2 separate regions of the Mus musculus genome follow, and region 1 is linked to region 2. Evidence: chromatin contacts called from public HiChIP or PLAC-seq data. All regions are on one chromosome and are shown on one strand. Each heading gives the region's core, a stretch centred on a gene start, on an enhancer-like site or on the middle of the called end of the contact. The rest is flanking DNA. Distances are from core to core; before and after follow the strand shown. Region 1 has its middle 19 kb from the start of Zfp985. Region 2 overlaps Zfp993 (zinc finger protein 845).

Region 1 (7,331 bases), core at 4,101-6,600, 610 kb after region 2:
ACTTTTAGTTAGCTTGGCTAAGGGTTTGTGTAAGTTGTTGATTTTTTTCCCCCAAAAACCAGCTCATGGTTTCCTTGATTCTTTCTGTTGTTCTTTGTTTCTTTCTCACTACTGTTTTTTTTCTTTCATTCATTTTATTAATTAACTATTTCATGTATTTACATTCCAAATATTGGCCCCTCTTCTTAGTCCCCATTCCATGAATTCTACTCTACATAAGCCCTAGCCTTTGAATCTGAGAGTGCTCACCCACCGATCCACCCACTCCTATCTCATACTACTAGCATGCTACATCACTGGGGCATCAAGTATGGGACCCTCATTTTTATTTCTTAATGTCATTTGTCTCGTACATTCTGTTTCATTTTCATTTTTTCTGACATCTCCACATTAGGACTGACCATTCCGGAGATGGTTCAAAGAACTTGTTTCAGTAAAACTCCAACACCAATACCCCAGCAAAGAACACAGAACTCAGGTACAATATTTATAACCTTCATGACTTGGGCAGATATTCCACTATACTATTCTATTCTCCAGCTTTTAGAACCCTTGCTGTCTGTGGCTTCTTAGGGCCATGTGTTCTTCTTCATCTTTCTTCCACCTTTTCTTCCTCTAAATTCCCCTGCCTCCTTCATCTCCTCCTCTGCCTCCTCTTTTTCTGTCTTTGCCCTCTCTAAAATCTCCAGCCCTACCTTTCCCTTTTATTGCCCAATCACAAGCTCTGGCCTTTATGCAACCAACTAAAATGGAGAGAAGGTTCACATGAAATTACATGAGTATATAGTCCACTGTTCATTGGGGCAGCCCCTCTTGAGGAAGCAGAATAGGCATTAAAGTACAAACAGCACCAGGACAATCTACATTTCGTTCAATCCCTTTTGTTGAACTAAAAGGATCTTTTCTCTCACATATAAATTGAGCACAACTCTTGAATTATGAAATTTTAAAAGTAAAATTACCCTAAACACCCAGGCCATCCATCTTCTCCATTTAGATAAAACACTACCATATATCCTAACTTTAAAGGCTTACAATTCTATACCTGAATTGTTTCCTGGTTTTAACTTGTATTTGAAAACCATCCTCTCAAATATATATCATGTCAGTCAATGCCAAACATTGTTAATTTGCTATGAGAGTACAACAAGTCTTCAGCACCCGTAAGAAAGAAATCCAAGCATGTCCTAAATATTACCTGAAAATATAGGAAGCATAAAACATAGCTTCCAAAACCCAACCAAACTGTGGACACAGCTGACAACCTCAAAATGGTGGAGCATCAATCTTCAGCCTTCTGGCCAGGATCATCTGTCAGAACTTTGTAAAGCAGAATTTTGAAGGACTGCTTATCCTGTCTTGGCAGATCTATTAGTTGCTCTTCCACATAGTATGTCCTTTTCCTGGACAGGACTTTTGTCTGTAGATGAAGTGAGGCAATTCTTCTCTGGTGGCTATCTCGCCACAACTGGAGCAACTCCACTGTTGTGCATTTCATGTTTATACAAAGAATGGATGCTGTCAGGGGCAGACATGTCTCTAGTCAAGTAATCTTTAATAATGAAATTGCCTTAACTGTAGTATTCGGTGGACTTCTGACGCCTTTGGAAACTATTGATCTATACAAAGTATATTTGTACTGTTAAGCATTGACTACTCTCAACCGTTTCTGACTGTTATATCTCAAAAAAATGTGTAATTAACTCAGGACTATGATTCCATTATCTGACCCTTAACTTGTATTTTCAATCATCTATTTAGTAATAGCAGACATAGAAGGACCCAGTCTAAGCTTTGTATTCTTAAATGTGTTGACTGGGTACAAATCCTATCTAATAACAATAATATTACTCCCAATTTTTATATCAATCTATGAATTTCATACCATTGAAAACCTTAACTGTATTGAAATAAATTCTGTAGAAATGTAAGAAATTATACATTCAATGCTACATCAATTATAAAGATTTCTATCTGTAAGATATGGCCATGCAATGTTTTAAGAGTAAAGTTGACAACCTATTCTTATTTGTCTAGTATTCTAATTTCTATATTACTATATCCCATCTTTATCTTCCCTATAACTTTTATTTACCTAAGAAGGAAGGATAGAGAAGAGGAAAGGAAAGGTAGAAGTCCCTGAGTCTAAGCTCTGTAGCTCCCTCCCTGTCTAAATCTACAATATTTGTAAAATATTCCTTAAAATGATAACATATCTATGATTCATAAAATAACCAGAACCATCCACCACAACATAAGATATTGATACGATGATCTTCTTTTGTCTGCTTATAGCTGCATTGAGGTGAAAAAAAATCCCTTCTGTGGGCTGAAGGGAAAAAACAGGAAAATTGGTTTGGTCAAAGGAGGACTAGTTGGTGTTTTGCCTTCCAGGCATTATGTGCTGAGAAAGTTCATTGCTTAGATGAAATCTTGACTGTGGCAGTCTGAAAGGCTGAATAGGTGATCTAGATATTCTTGAAAAGTTTTGGGAACAACTATTTAGAAGAAACAGCTTCAATGTACTTGAGGTAGAATCAAACAAGGAGGCAGAATGGAAGGTCACATAATCTCAACATCCTGGAGTGTGAATCTTAGCAGTGCTGTCTTTCTCTTCTTTCATCCTGCACTATAGAAAACTTACAAGCAACATAAAATTCTGGAAAGACATTCATATGGAGCATGCAGGGTACACAGACTGATTAGTTAAGATCAATGAAGGAAGACAACTGCCTTTCTTCAGAGATTAGTTTGATCACATAGTCAAACTACAATATAAATTTCCATTCATGCCATCTTAAAGGGTGGTATGTAAAAAGTCATGAGAATTTTGTACCTAATAACGGTTATCGGGTGTGTTTATAGACATTTTAGTCAAAGCCAGTTCCAGATCTGTCTCTATATACAGAGACATAAACATCACCACGTATATAGCACCTAGCTTGTTGATTGTGTTAGTCTCCCTTTCCTTCTCCATAGCCAAGGTATTCAGGAGGTCTTCTTTTGTCATATCTCATTTTTATCAACTTGTAAGGAACCCATAGCTTTTCTTTTCCTGTGGAAATATAAGCATAACCCCTCCACTAGAATAACACATTTGTTATTTTCCATACTGATTTCATAATATCTTTAATATAAACAGGCTGGTTTAGTTTAGTAGTTCTTTCCACAATCGAATGTCTTTCAGCATCTGTAGTGTTTTCTTCATTAGCATTTAAATCTTTAAGGTTATTAAAGCATTATATAATCAATTTTGGGGATTTTTGTTGCCCCCTTTTGCCTGTTAAATATCCCCTTTAGAGTTTTCTTAGACATTTCCACAATCGATTGTCATGTAGGGTTATATGATATTCTTGTTATGTATTTTATATATAATAACATTTTAAAAAGCTGCTTCATCATACTAGAGACGTATGCTGGACCATTGTGTGTCTTGATTTGTATGGGTATTCCCAGAATGGCCATAACCTCTAACAAATGGGTAGTTACAGATTCAGCCTTTTCTGATGCTGAGGAAGCTTCCCATTGAAATCCTTAATAAGTGTCGATAGTATGATGCACACATTTCAGTTTACCAAACTTTGTAAAATGGAATACATCCATTTGCCAAAGGACATTTTTTTCATACCCTTATGCTTAGTTCCTGAAGGTAATAGAATTTGATTGTATAATGAGCAAGTAGGACATTGCCTCACATTTTCCTTAGCTCTTTCTTTAAAACTTTGCTGTTAACATGATTTTTTATGAAATTCTAAAGCCTCTTTTGTTCTTTCTATCAATAGCTGGTCAATTTCATTATCACCTTGTGACAGAGGGCCTGGCAAACCTGTATGCGATCTTATGTGTGTTATATATAGTGAATGACTCCTATTTCTTATCAATTGTGCTAGCTGAAGAAATAGTGAAGTCAATTCAGATTCATCCTGAATAAGATCAACAGTCTGTATTGGAAAAGCAACCCTTTCTGCATATTGAGAGTCAGTTACTATATTAAGAGACTCTTCAGAATCTGACAACACCATGAGTATTGCACATAATTCAGATATTTGATCAGATTTATAAGAATATTCAGTACCCTACATCTTCTGATTTATGTCCTGCCTTTCCTGATTTATTGGCCTCAGCGTAAAATGTAGGGGCTCCAGATAATGGAATTTCCTTTATTTTATGAGGGAGAATCCAAGTAGTTCTTTTTATGAAATGAAATCATACTTTTATAGTATCTGTTTTTAATCTCTCCAAGAAGTTACTGCATGTTCTTTACCAAGATTCACCTTGTGGCCATAAGGAGGCAATCTCTGCATTATTAAAAGGTACCACGATTTTAGTTGGGTCCGTTCCAACTAATTGTCAAAGTCTCATTTTTTTTTCCTTTTAGTATAAATTCAAAGACCTTCTCCATGTAGGGTTTTCTTACGCTGTTTATGTGCTAAAAATATCCATTCTTTTATTTTTTTAAATTCATATATTTATTTGTTTGTTTGTTTTTGAGCCTGTTTCCCTGTATAGTGCTAGCTTTCCTGGAACTCACTATGTAGATCGGGCTGGCCTTGAACTCAGAAGTCTGCCTGCTTCTGCATCCCAAGTGCTAGGATCAAAGTCATTTGCTACCACTGCCCGGCAAATATTCATTCTAATTTATCTTCCCTCTGCATGGGAATTCCTCGAGGGAAATGAGTTGAAATTAAGATAACTAAGATGCAGGCCATCTTTGGATAAATACTGTCTAGAAGTGTAGATCCCTTGCTACTTGTGGCTTCACCAGGCCACGTGGTTTTGCTCCATCTTCCTTCCACCTCCTTTTCTTCCATCTTCCACTATCTTCTTTGTTTCCTTGTCTGCCTCTCCTCCTTCCCCTCTTCTCCCTTTCTAAAACCTCCAGCCCCACGTTTTCCTTCCACTGCCCAATCACAGGCTTCAGTCTTTATTTGACCAATTTGACCAATTTAAATGGGGAGAAGTTTCACATTAAATCACCAGAGAATGTGATCCACTCCTCCTTGGGGCAGCTCCATTTGAGGAAGCAGAATTAGCATCAAAATACAAACAGCACCAGGGCAATCCACAACAAGGACTACCCTTCACACACACCCATGACATTCCTCCATTGTGCAAACCATGTGGGCCCAGAGCCATGGCCTCACTACCATGGAAGCCATGGAAGTCTCCCACTAAGCACAAGACAACTGAGTCCAACATACACTTTCCTCCTTCCACAATTCTCCCCTTTCTTATTAATTTACCCCTGTGTCTCATCTGGCCATTGGTAGACTTCCTTCCCACTTAAGGGAACCCCAAATAAAATCTCTTAGGTGGTTCCTTTTCATCAGTGGCATGAATGTCAGTTTCTCTGTTCTGGAAACCCTCTGGACTGAGGCAGGAGTTCTATCCCCATGCATTGCTCTGAGAACGTTTGAGAGCCTGATACATGGATGAGGGTTTTCTTTCAAGCCAGGAAATTCATGGCGAATTCGGGTGACACAGACTGAACTCAGGTGGTCCCTCAACATTCAGGAGATCAGGGTTTCAGTATTCAGGTGGGCAAGGAGTCGGTGTCGAGTGTCAATCAGACAAGAACACAAGGGAGTGTTGATCTGAATGTAAGTTCTCAAAGTGAGCATCATCCTTATAATACAGAAGAAAATAAGGAAGTGAGGTGACGCATCACTCAAGGTACGCTGAGGTTACCCGATTCTTAATGACTCTTTACACAAAACAGAAGAATGCATACATAAAGACTGTCAGGAACTAGTCAATGTAAGAACTGAGACAAAGTCAGCTCTATCTCAGGTCAGCTGTATTCTTAGAAGCCATGTATGAGGTCATTATGCTCCTGTGGCAAGGGCTTTCATGTACAAGCCATAGTTCTAATTCTGATTTATTGTTTATCCTACCACCACACAGCTCTTAGTAAATACCTAGCTATGCTATTCCTCTGGGCTAGTGAAAGTATGTGCTAGGGAATTCTGCTCTAGCTAATGTTCTCATGAATAATGCAATACTCTAGTTCCTCCTTCAACCACAGTAGGATCTTCTTCCTAAACCATTGTAAATTCCTGTATATGGTAGTGAATTGGCTGTTATTCTAAGTGATTTTGTGGGGAACTTTCTTCTATTAAGTAATGTAGTCTGCCATACATAACTATAATAAGAATTCTAAACTTACTTTCTTAAGCTTGCCCTGAATTTTCTAACTCTATGTAGTAGATAGTAATGCCTTATTTCTTTCAATATATCTCCTTCAAAACTGGAGTCAATTCATCTGAATAGGTCATAGTTACTAAATTCTAAGCCCAGGGTTGGCTCAAGGACTGCCTAGGACATTGGTGAAGGCCAGGAAGGAAAGTTCAACCTAATTTAGGTATTTGACAAATCATTCCTTGGAGGCACCTATAATAAAATAATACTGAAAGAAAGCACACAGAACCATTCACCAAGTATAGCAAGGATGAATCTGAGACATATTTGTTTATGGGACACCAGAATCATTCCGGGAGACAAGTTCCTTGAAAATTTATGCCTCAGGACTGAGGCCAAGCCTTTGGGCCTGCCACAGAGTTTTTACTTGAGTGGGAGTGGCATTCTGGTATAGTTCCCCACCACCACTTTTGTTATGATTCTTATTGACGTTATAACTAATTTAAAAGTTTTTCCATAGAGGAAGTTATTGCTACTCACAAAAAATATTGTTAGGAATAGGGAAGTGTATATGTGTCTGTAACTGCCTCTTCTCCAGCTATCTTAGCCTTGGCAAACTCACGTCATGGTGAGGAGGAGGAGTCTATTGCAGGCATCTGAAAGCTTGGTGTTAGCTGCAAACCTCCCACCTCCACAGGACACATGGCATGAACTTTGTGCCAGGGATACTACTGCCCTACCTCTCCCACATATAAAAATCCTCCCTCACATTTGCAGCCTCCTCTGGTTGGGCTCCAAGAATCTCCTGCCTTCCAGCTACCTCTTTAGGCCCACAAGACATGACCCGAGGCTTAAAAAGGGGATCACCCACAATTGTAAGGACTGCTGTCTACTCAGGCCCTCCTTTCCCTGAGTCCAAACTTAACTTACTCAGGTAGAGGCTTTGTTTCACCTAAACTTCCTCAGCTTTGATGATCAGAGATTAAACCCTGTCTATAAACATTGGGCTTTCCTACCCAGGAAAACCCCCTTCCATTAGTATAGTGGAGTGGTGCCCTAACCTCATAATGTCAGTCACCTGCTCCCTGGCTGACACAGGGCTGAGGATATGTTTGTGTTTTTCCCCAGGAATCCACAACACCAGGATGAATGGCAGTATGGGTCACCCAACCATCCAGGGAAAAGTAAAAAGG
Region 2 (7,776 bases), core at 3,754-6,253:
CTGTCTAAGGGAAATATGGAAACAGAGTGTGGAGCAGATGCTGAAGGCCATCCAGAGACTGCTCTGCCTGGAAATTCATCCCATATATAGACACCAATCGCAGACACTATTGTGGATGACAATTAGTGCTTGTTGACAGGAGCCTGATATGGCTGTCTCCTGAGAGGCTCTGCCAGTGCCTAAAAAATACAAAGGCAGATGCTTGCAGCCAACCAATGGACTGAGCACAGGGTCCATATGGGAGAAGTTAGAGAAAGGACTGAAGGAGCTGAAAAGGTTTACAACCCTATAGGGAGACCAACAATATCATACAACCAGACACACTAGAGCTTTCAAGGACTAAATCACCAACTAAAGAGTACAAATGGAACAACCCATGTCCCCAGCTACATATGTAACAGAGGATGGTCATGTTGGGCATGCTTGGGAGGAGAGGCCCTAGGTCCTGTGTAGACTTGATGGCCCAGTGTACATTAATGCCAGGGAAGGGAGACAGGAGTAGGAGGGGGCATGTGGGAGCACTCTCATAGAAGCAGGGGGAAGTGATAGGGGGTTTCTGGAGGGGAACTGGGAAAGGGGATAACACTTGAAATATAAATAAAATATACAAAAAAATTAGTCACCAAGATATATAAATAAAATGGAATATCGAAAGTGTCTTAATCATACACCAATAGCCAAGGTCCTCATCTGTACCCCCCATCCTCAGTGTAGCCCCTCTTCCTATCTTTGTAAATGGGAGCCTCATGAACCAAATAAGTCAAGCTATGCCTTGGGATCAGTCTTGAATTTGTCACTTTTACATCTAAAATTTCTACATCTACAGTTTTTACATCTAATTTCTACATTTTTTACATCTAAAATTTCCTTAGTATAATTATAAAATTTACAACTTCTCTCTTGCTGTCCATGCTTCCTCTCACTTATTAGCGTCAAGGATGAATTCTATAAAAATATGTCCTACCTTTCCCTGAATCCTCTCAGACTCTGAGCTGCATTGTTCAACCCTCAACCTGCACTGTACTCTGGTCATGGTCTCAGCCTGACCTCACACCACAAGTTCCTGACTGATCAGCGCTTTCAAAACTTCACCTACTGATGTATCTTTTTGAGTTTTCTATGTGATTTCCTAGATCTCTGCTCTGCTCATCTTCTCAGACCTCCTTTGGATTCTCCACCCTGTGGCAGGCAAGCACATGGCAGGCAGCCTCGCTATGGCCTTCAAATTCCAAGTATTACATCTTTTACTTAAGAAACATTTTTTTCTGACTTGGGTATAGAGAGGTGCTGATGTGGTTAAGAGTGCTAACTTCTCCTAGAGGGCCAGAATTCTGTTTAAAGTACCTAGGTGGTGGCTCACAATCATTCATAATCAAGGTTATGCAAAATCCAGCACTGTCTAGCCACATCTATACTTCATTCATAGGCTTAGTTCACTGTATATATAAGTTTCATCCATGGTATAATGTGTGAGAATTTCCTTAATAATTATATTTCCTGGAAGAAAATAAGTTTATTATGCATAGAGGCAGGGAGGGAGACTAGATAATAAGACTGGAATACACATTTTTTACTCACAACTTCTTGCATATTTGGAAGTTGGATAATATTTCATTGTAGGACAGGTTAGTTGATATTTTGTTTAACCAACATTTACTTCATTTCATTTATTTTATTTTCTATTCTTTTATTTGTAGAAGCCACTGTTGAACTTGACATCCAGATTCTCCTGTCTTACCCTCTCAAGTGCTGGGGTTAAAGTTGTGGTATGTGCCACATCACCGGATTATTTCTATATGTTTTCTTTGAAGGTTTGCTTCATGTCTCTTCTGAGTTTGTTATGTAGCATGGATTGCAACATTATGTACTTCTTCTGCAACAAGTGATCTGGGATACTGTGATGTTCTAGGAATTCACATTTTAGGTCAATCTAATATCCTCATCTGCCTGGCTATTATCTTGTTCTGAGCATTTCAGCCTAAATAGGGAGACCTTGGAGAGGATTCAGATTGTGACCTTGAGTATATTGTGTGATATCTGGAGCTCGCTTTCATCATCTATGTCAATGCCAGTGAGAGGTGAAGTGGATATTACAGTCACTGTTTAGAATTACAACAGGGCCGCTAACTGAAGAGCAGTAATTCACTTCAACTGTCTATGGCCACAGCCACACTGGGTGCTGCAGATTTTATTCCTGTATTGTCTAAAGGGTTTGTCCTCTTGATCTCCTTGCTGGGACCTGACCTGTGCTCTCTGTCCAGAATTAACAATGAGGAATCAAGCCAGAATTGGTGTAGCAGTGGAGGATCTCTTGAGTTTGGGGCCAACCTGATCTACAGAGAAAATTTCAGGACAGTCAGGACTTCACAGAGAAACCTTATCCTTAACATCTCATGGCTGATTGCTCACTCTAAAGCATGGTGAATCTGCTTTCCTCCTCTTGCATCTCTTAGCCTGCCTATGGAAACCTAGAATTCCCACCTCTTCTTAGCCATTAGCAGCTAGCATCCTCATTGATTGATTAAAAACTACCTAGGTATCAGGAACTTCTGTGCTCACAAGCAGATTCCCAAACAAAGCATCAGAACCACACCCTGCAGAGAAGAGAGAGCAGCACAGCTTGAACTGTATGTAACCCTATTGGCTCCAACCTGTGTGTCCAGGTCTAAACTCCACAGCACATGGCTGTGTCTGGAGGCCAAGACTTTTAGGAAGGTAAGCAGGTAAAGGTCTGGCCCTACTCCAGTAACATTGCTGTTCTTCTAAATAGGGGACTCCATCAAAGTACAAGCAGACAACAATTGTGAGAGGGTGACAATCTAGAAGAGAAGGAAGAGACCTTTAGAAGCCAGACCAACAGTGCCTGACAGTGGACGTCAGCCTTCAGAACTAGGAGCAGTTAAGATTTCTGTTGGGTTACCATTACACTTTTTGGTGTTGTGGCATAGCATACATAGACCAATGGAAGCTACTTCAGGACCACTGTTGCTGGTCTGAACTGCTTGAGACTAGATCTACTTTAGTGTTTAGTATTTTCAAACATTTACATACATAATGAGACATCTTTACAAGAGGAACAAATTCAAACACATGATTCTTATGTGTTTTGTACACATGCACCCATGGGGTAGAGAGCTTAACACAAGAGCCAATAAGATGGCTCTTCAGGTAAAAGTGCACAATCCTGGTGACCTGAGTTCTATTGCATGGACCTTCTCAGAGGCATATCCTGCAAGTTATTCTCTGACCTCCAATCTCATGCCCATATACTCATTCAACTAGAATGATAGGTAAATAACAGACAGACAGACAGCAGACAGACAGAATAGAGTCCTGACAGAAACAACTTAAACAAGGATTTCTTTAAGAGGACAGGCTCTTGGTTCCAGAGAAATACAAGCCTGACTTGCAAGGAAAGTATGGCATGAATGTGAATGGTTACATTGTGTCTGCACTACAGAAGCAGGGAGAGATGCATGGTGGTGCTCAGCTTGCTTTCTACTTGTTACTTGTCCCAGGTCCACAGTCCACTATTTGGTGCTGCATACATCCAGGTTGTGTATTCCATTCTCAGCTGAAGCTCTGAGGAAATGTGCTTATAGACATGTCTAGAATCATGTTCCCTAGGTGACTCTAAATTTAGTTAAGGTGACAATAGAAACTGAGATCACATAAGACCACAGACTTTTGTCGCTGATAGCATCACTGTGGTAATGTAAGAATTTTAAATTTGGGGATGTATTGGAATCTGATTTTTCAGGTAAAGAGTGATCAGTCTTTCCTGTGATGGTTGTCATGGATATAACGTCTGCTCAATAAGGTAAAAGATATCATTGAGTGTTCATGAAAAGTGATGAAACCTATTAATCCATTATTATCTGTGTACTACCTGGCACAGGAAGGCATCCTCTTGTTGGGTAGATGACACTCTGGAGTGTTTTCTCACAATCCAGATTAGAATGGTTTTCCAGTTTTCCATTGTAAGATTGGGGACTCCTATTTTGTGGGTTCAGCATCCCCAGAGTTAAGAACCTTTTTAGCATCCTAGAGGCCTAAAGAGCTAAGACAGTAAGCTAGGCAGAGTGATGCATTCTTTTTTTTTTAAGATTTATTTATTATATATAAGTACACTGTAGCTGTCTTCAGACACACCAGAAGAGGGCGTCAGATCTCGTTATGGATGGTTGTGAGCCACCATGTGGTTGCTGGGATTTGAACTCCGGACCTTTGGAAGAGCAGTCGGGTACTCTTACCCACTGAGCCATCTCACCAGCCCAGAGTGATGCATTCTTACAAATCAGAATGGAATTAGAGGAGAGGGGATGTCTGTAAATTCAAGGCAAGTCTTGTCTACACAGAAAGTTCTAGGACAACTTCCCTCTTCTGAGATTGAAACTATGTGACATAACTTGGCTTATTTATTCATTCTTTTTTTTTTTTAATTTTGAGACAGATCTCACTGTGGAGTCTTGTCTGGAACTCCCTATGTAAACCAGGTTGATCTTGTATTCACAGAGATCTACCCTTCTCTAGCTCCCCAGAACTGGATAAAGTTGTATACCACCATGCCTGCCTAGTTCCATTTTTGATAGGATTTCTTAAGCAGCCCTGGTAGAATTTAGACTCAGCATCTCACTGAGGTTAATCTTGAACTTCTGATCCTGCTGCCTCACTTCCCTAAGTGCTAGGTTATAGCCTTCTGCTGCCACACAGGGTTTTATGAGTGCAGTGGATTGAACTCATGGCTTCCTTCAGGCTACACAAGTATTACAGAGAACTCCTTCCATAGTCTGGACCTTAGGCTGAATCATTTTCTCTTTTACGTGTCTGGATACCTCGAGTTACATGGTGATTTTGTGAAAGAAATTGAGCATCTGAATGCTTTTTAATATAAATCCGAGCCTTGGAGAAGGACACACGGATCAGCCGAGGCTAGGAAAAGCTGTCCCACAACCTGAGCCTGTGCGATGGGCCACTCCACAGGTAGGGACCCAAAGGTCTGATCAGGTCATTTGGATATGAGGGCCTCTTGGGAGGCTCCCAGTCTGGAGTGTTTGAAATGAGACACAGACCACAGAATTCGGTGTGACTTCAAAGAATGATGGCTTCCAGAAACTCTAACTTTCTAACTATACTGAATGCTGACGGTAACTTCTAAAAAGGCATATATATATATTTTTTTTGTTTATTCTGAGAGTTAAAAGCTACTGGCTTAGGCAATTAGGCAATTACCACCTGTAGCCTAACAGCAGGATTGTAAGTAATGTAGCCTCTGTGCTGTCTCCCATGAATTGCAGCGCACAAACTTACAGCCTGCTGCTTGATTTGGAGGAAAGAAAGGGGACACTTTAAAAAGAGATTTTAATGTTCATTTCTAAGTTGTAAATCTTTCCTATGAAAGCTCTCTAAGAAAAGGGGGGAAAGCTGAATGATCTAGAGCTGAACAAGGGAAATTTGTGCTCCTCACTTTATCCTCAGCCCTTATACATCTTCCAGAATACATGACCACATGGTAAAAAATGATCACAAGTTTACACATAAATTCAAATCATAAATCGAATAAGAAGTTTAAAACACTGAATGTTAACATGCATATTCATTAAGAGTAATTACATGGTTATACATTCCTCACCTATCACAGGTCCACAGGTTCACAGAGGGTTAAAAATAGTAAGTAAGTTATTAGTAAAGTTTTGCAAATATAAATCTAGCCAATCTCTTTTCTTCTGTTCTTGTACCTATAATAAATCATTCATTCCCTTTTTATGACTTTTAACTAATGCTTTTACAACCTCTGAGCAGAAAAATGTCTGGTTTTTATCTCCGAAGTGAGAATAAAGGATAGCAGAGTTTTCACTGCAGTTCTGACTATCAGAATGGTATTAATTTTGTTATTAAAAGAGCTTAGTAATTAACATCAACTTAGGAATTTTTTGGATCATTATTGTATAGGATAAAGAAACTATCTACATATCTTTAGTGTATCACTACAAGTTAGTTCATCTTGTAGTTCTTCAGAGATCTGCTCAACCTTGTGAACTGATTCCTAATGGTCTATATTTATGTTTAATAGTGACAGGAAAAGCACATTAAGAGCAGCAATCTTTCCTTAAGTGATTTTCTCCAGGACCTTGCCTACTGAAGCTCTTTCATAATTTTGCTAGCCTAAAGTGAAGTAATCTCAGGAAGATCACCAGTTTGTTGTCCTCAGATATTAGGACATATTAACTTGTCCTTTGATAGCTCTTACTAATTGTATATCTTCAGGAATTAATAAGGATTTTTCTATTAGGATGATTGTAAAGCGCCCTGCTTATGTTTTGCTGCCAGTAGATATAGGGGAAGAATCTTGGTATGATAATTCAACTTTAGAAGTTGTAAAGAATATTAATGAGCTAACTAGGCCTAAAAGGTGTGTGGCTGCTCTTATTTTAGGAATATCTGCCTTGATAGCAATGCTTACTACCTTTGCAGTTTCAACTACTGCTCTGGTGAAAAGTATGCAGACTGCAACCTTTGTTAATGAATTGCATAGGAATATTACCTTAGGCTTGTCTGAATAAAGGATAATTGATTTGAAATTGGAAGCAAGGAATAATGCCTTAGAAGATGTAGTTTTGAAAATGGGACAGGCGGTGGCAAATATTAAAGCTAGATTGTCCACTAAATGTCATGTTAAATTTCAATATATTTGTGTTACACCATTGTCATATAATTCATCCTTAGAAGAATGGAATAGGACAAGGGCACATTTGTTAGGTATTTGGAAAGATGATAGTATCTCCTATGATATGAAACAATTACAGGAATAAATTACAGTTATGATTCAACGATATTTGGATAGCTGGGATGTGAATAAATTAGCTTTTATTCATTTATTTATTTATTATTTATTTATTTATTTATTTACGGCTAATGTGAAGTGTTGTTTCTGTAACTTCTTTTTCAGCCTGTTTATCACTTTGTGTGGAGCAGAACTAATGATTTCTTCAAGTCAATTGTGTATGTAGATACTTTGCTACATTTATCAATGTAACGTTTTGGTAGAATTTTTTTTGGCTCACATATATATACTGTCATATTATCTGAAAATAGAAAAATCACTGTTTTATTTTTTTTTCGAAACAGGGTTTCTCTGTATGGCCCCGGCTGTCCTGGAACTCACTTTGTAGACCAGGCTGGCCTCGAACTCAGAAATCTTCCTGCCTCTGCCTCCCGAGTGCTGGGATTAAAGGTGTGCGCCAACACGCCCGGCCAAAAATCACTATTTTCTTCTTTCCAAATGGTATTCCCTTAGTTTCTTTTAGTTGCCTTATTGCTTGAGCTAGAACTTCAAATACTATATCAAAGAGACATGGGGACAACTGACAGACTTTTCTTGTGATAGAGAATTCTTTCTTTAAACCTTTGCTTTTAACATGGAATTTTTAAAATGTAATTCCAAAGCCTTTAGTACACTTCCTATCAATTAATGGTCAATTTCGTTATTACCCTGTGCCAGAGAGCCTGGCAAATCTGTATGGAATCTTATATGTGTTATATGTAGTCAATTACTCTTATTTGTTATAGTTGAATAAATAGTGAAGTCAATTCAGAATCATCCTAAATAAGATCAACAGGCTCTATGTGTAAAACAAACATTTCTCTATATTGAGAGGTATTTACTATGATAAGACACTTGAAAATCTGAGAACACCATGAGTATTGCACATAATTAAGATTTTTGAACTGATTTCCTGGGACTCTCAGCCACCTTACTTAAATCTTCTGCCTTTC

Evidence for each region. HiChIP or PLAC-seq counts read pairs in DNA pulled down with a chosen protein or histone mark.
Region 1: a contact with region 2 is called in an H3K27ac HiChIP or PLAC-seq map of embryonic stem cells, with 6 times the contacts expected there. The contact joins two enhancer-like sites. A contact is called at or near these places in 4 of 39 promoter capture datasets (the HPC-7 cell line, cranial neural crest, maxillary cranial neural crest and 1 more) and 9 of 115 datasets of contacts at active chromatin or transcription factors (bone marrow-derived dendritic cells, double positive thymocytes, embryonic stem cells and 2 more).

What each region holds. Positions count from the first base shown.
Region 1 is chr4:147,531,026-147,538,356 of GRCm38.p6, forward strand. No RefSeq gene overlaps it. Among named protein-coding and RNA genes, the nearest start is that of Zfp985, 19 kb to the right of the region's middle. Within about 2 kb of position 5,351, at least 7 of the 459 cell types and tissues checked have an H3K27ac peak or open chromatin away from gene starts, as enhancers often do. A contact at or near this core is called in embryonic stem cells, where this site is marked.
Region 2 is chr4:146,920,523-146,928,298 of GRCm38.p6, forward strand. The region is part of intron 6 of Zfp993 (zinc finger protein 845); the gene reads left to right. Among named protein-coding and RNA genes, the nearest start is that of Gm21411, 23 kb to the left of the region's middle. Within about 2 kb of position 5,004, at least 13 of the 459 cell types and tissues checked have an H3K27ac peak or open chromatin away from gene starts, as enhancers often do. A contact at or near this core is called in embryonic stem cells, where this site is marked.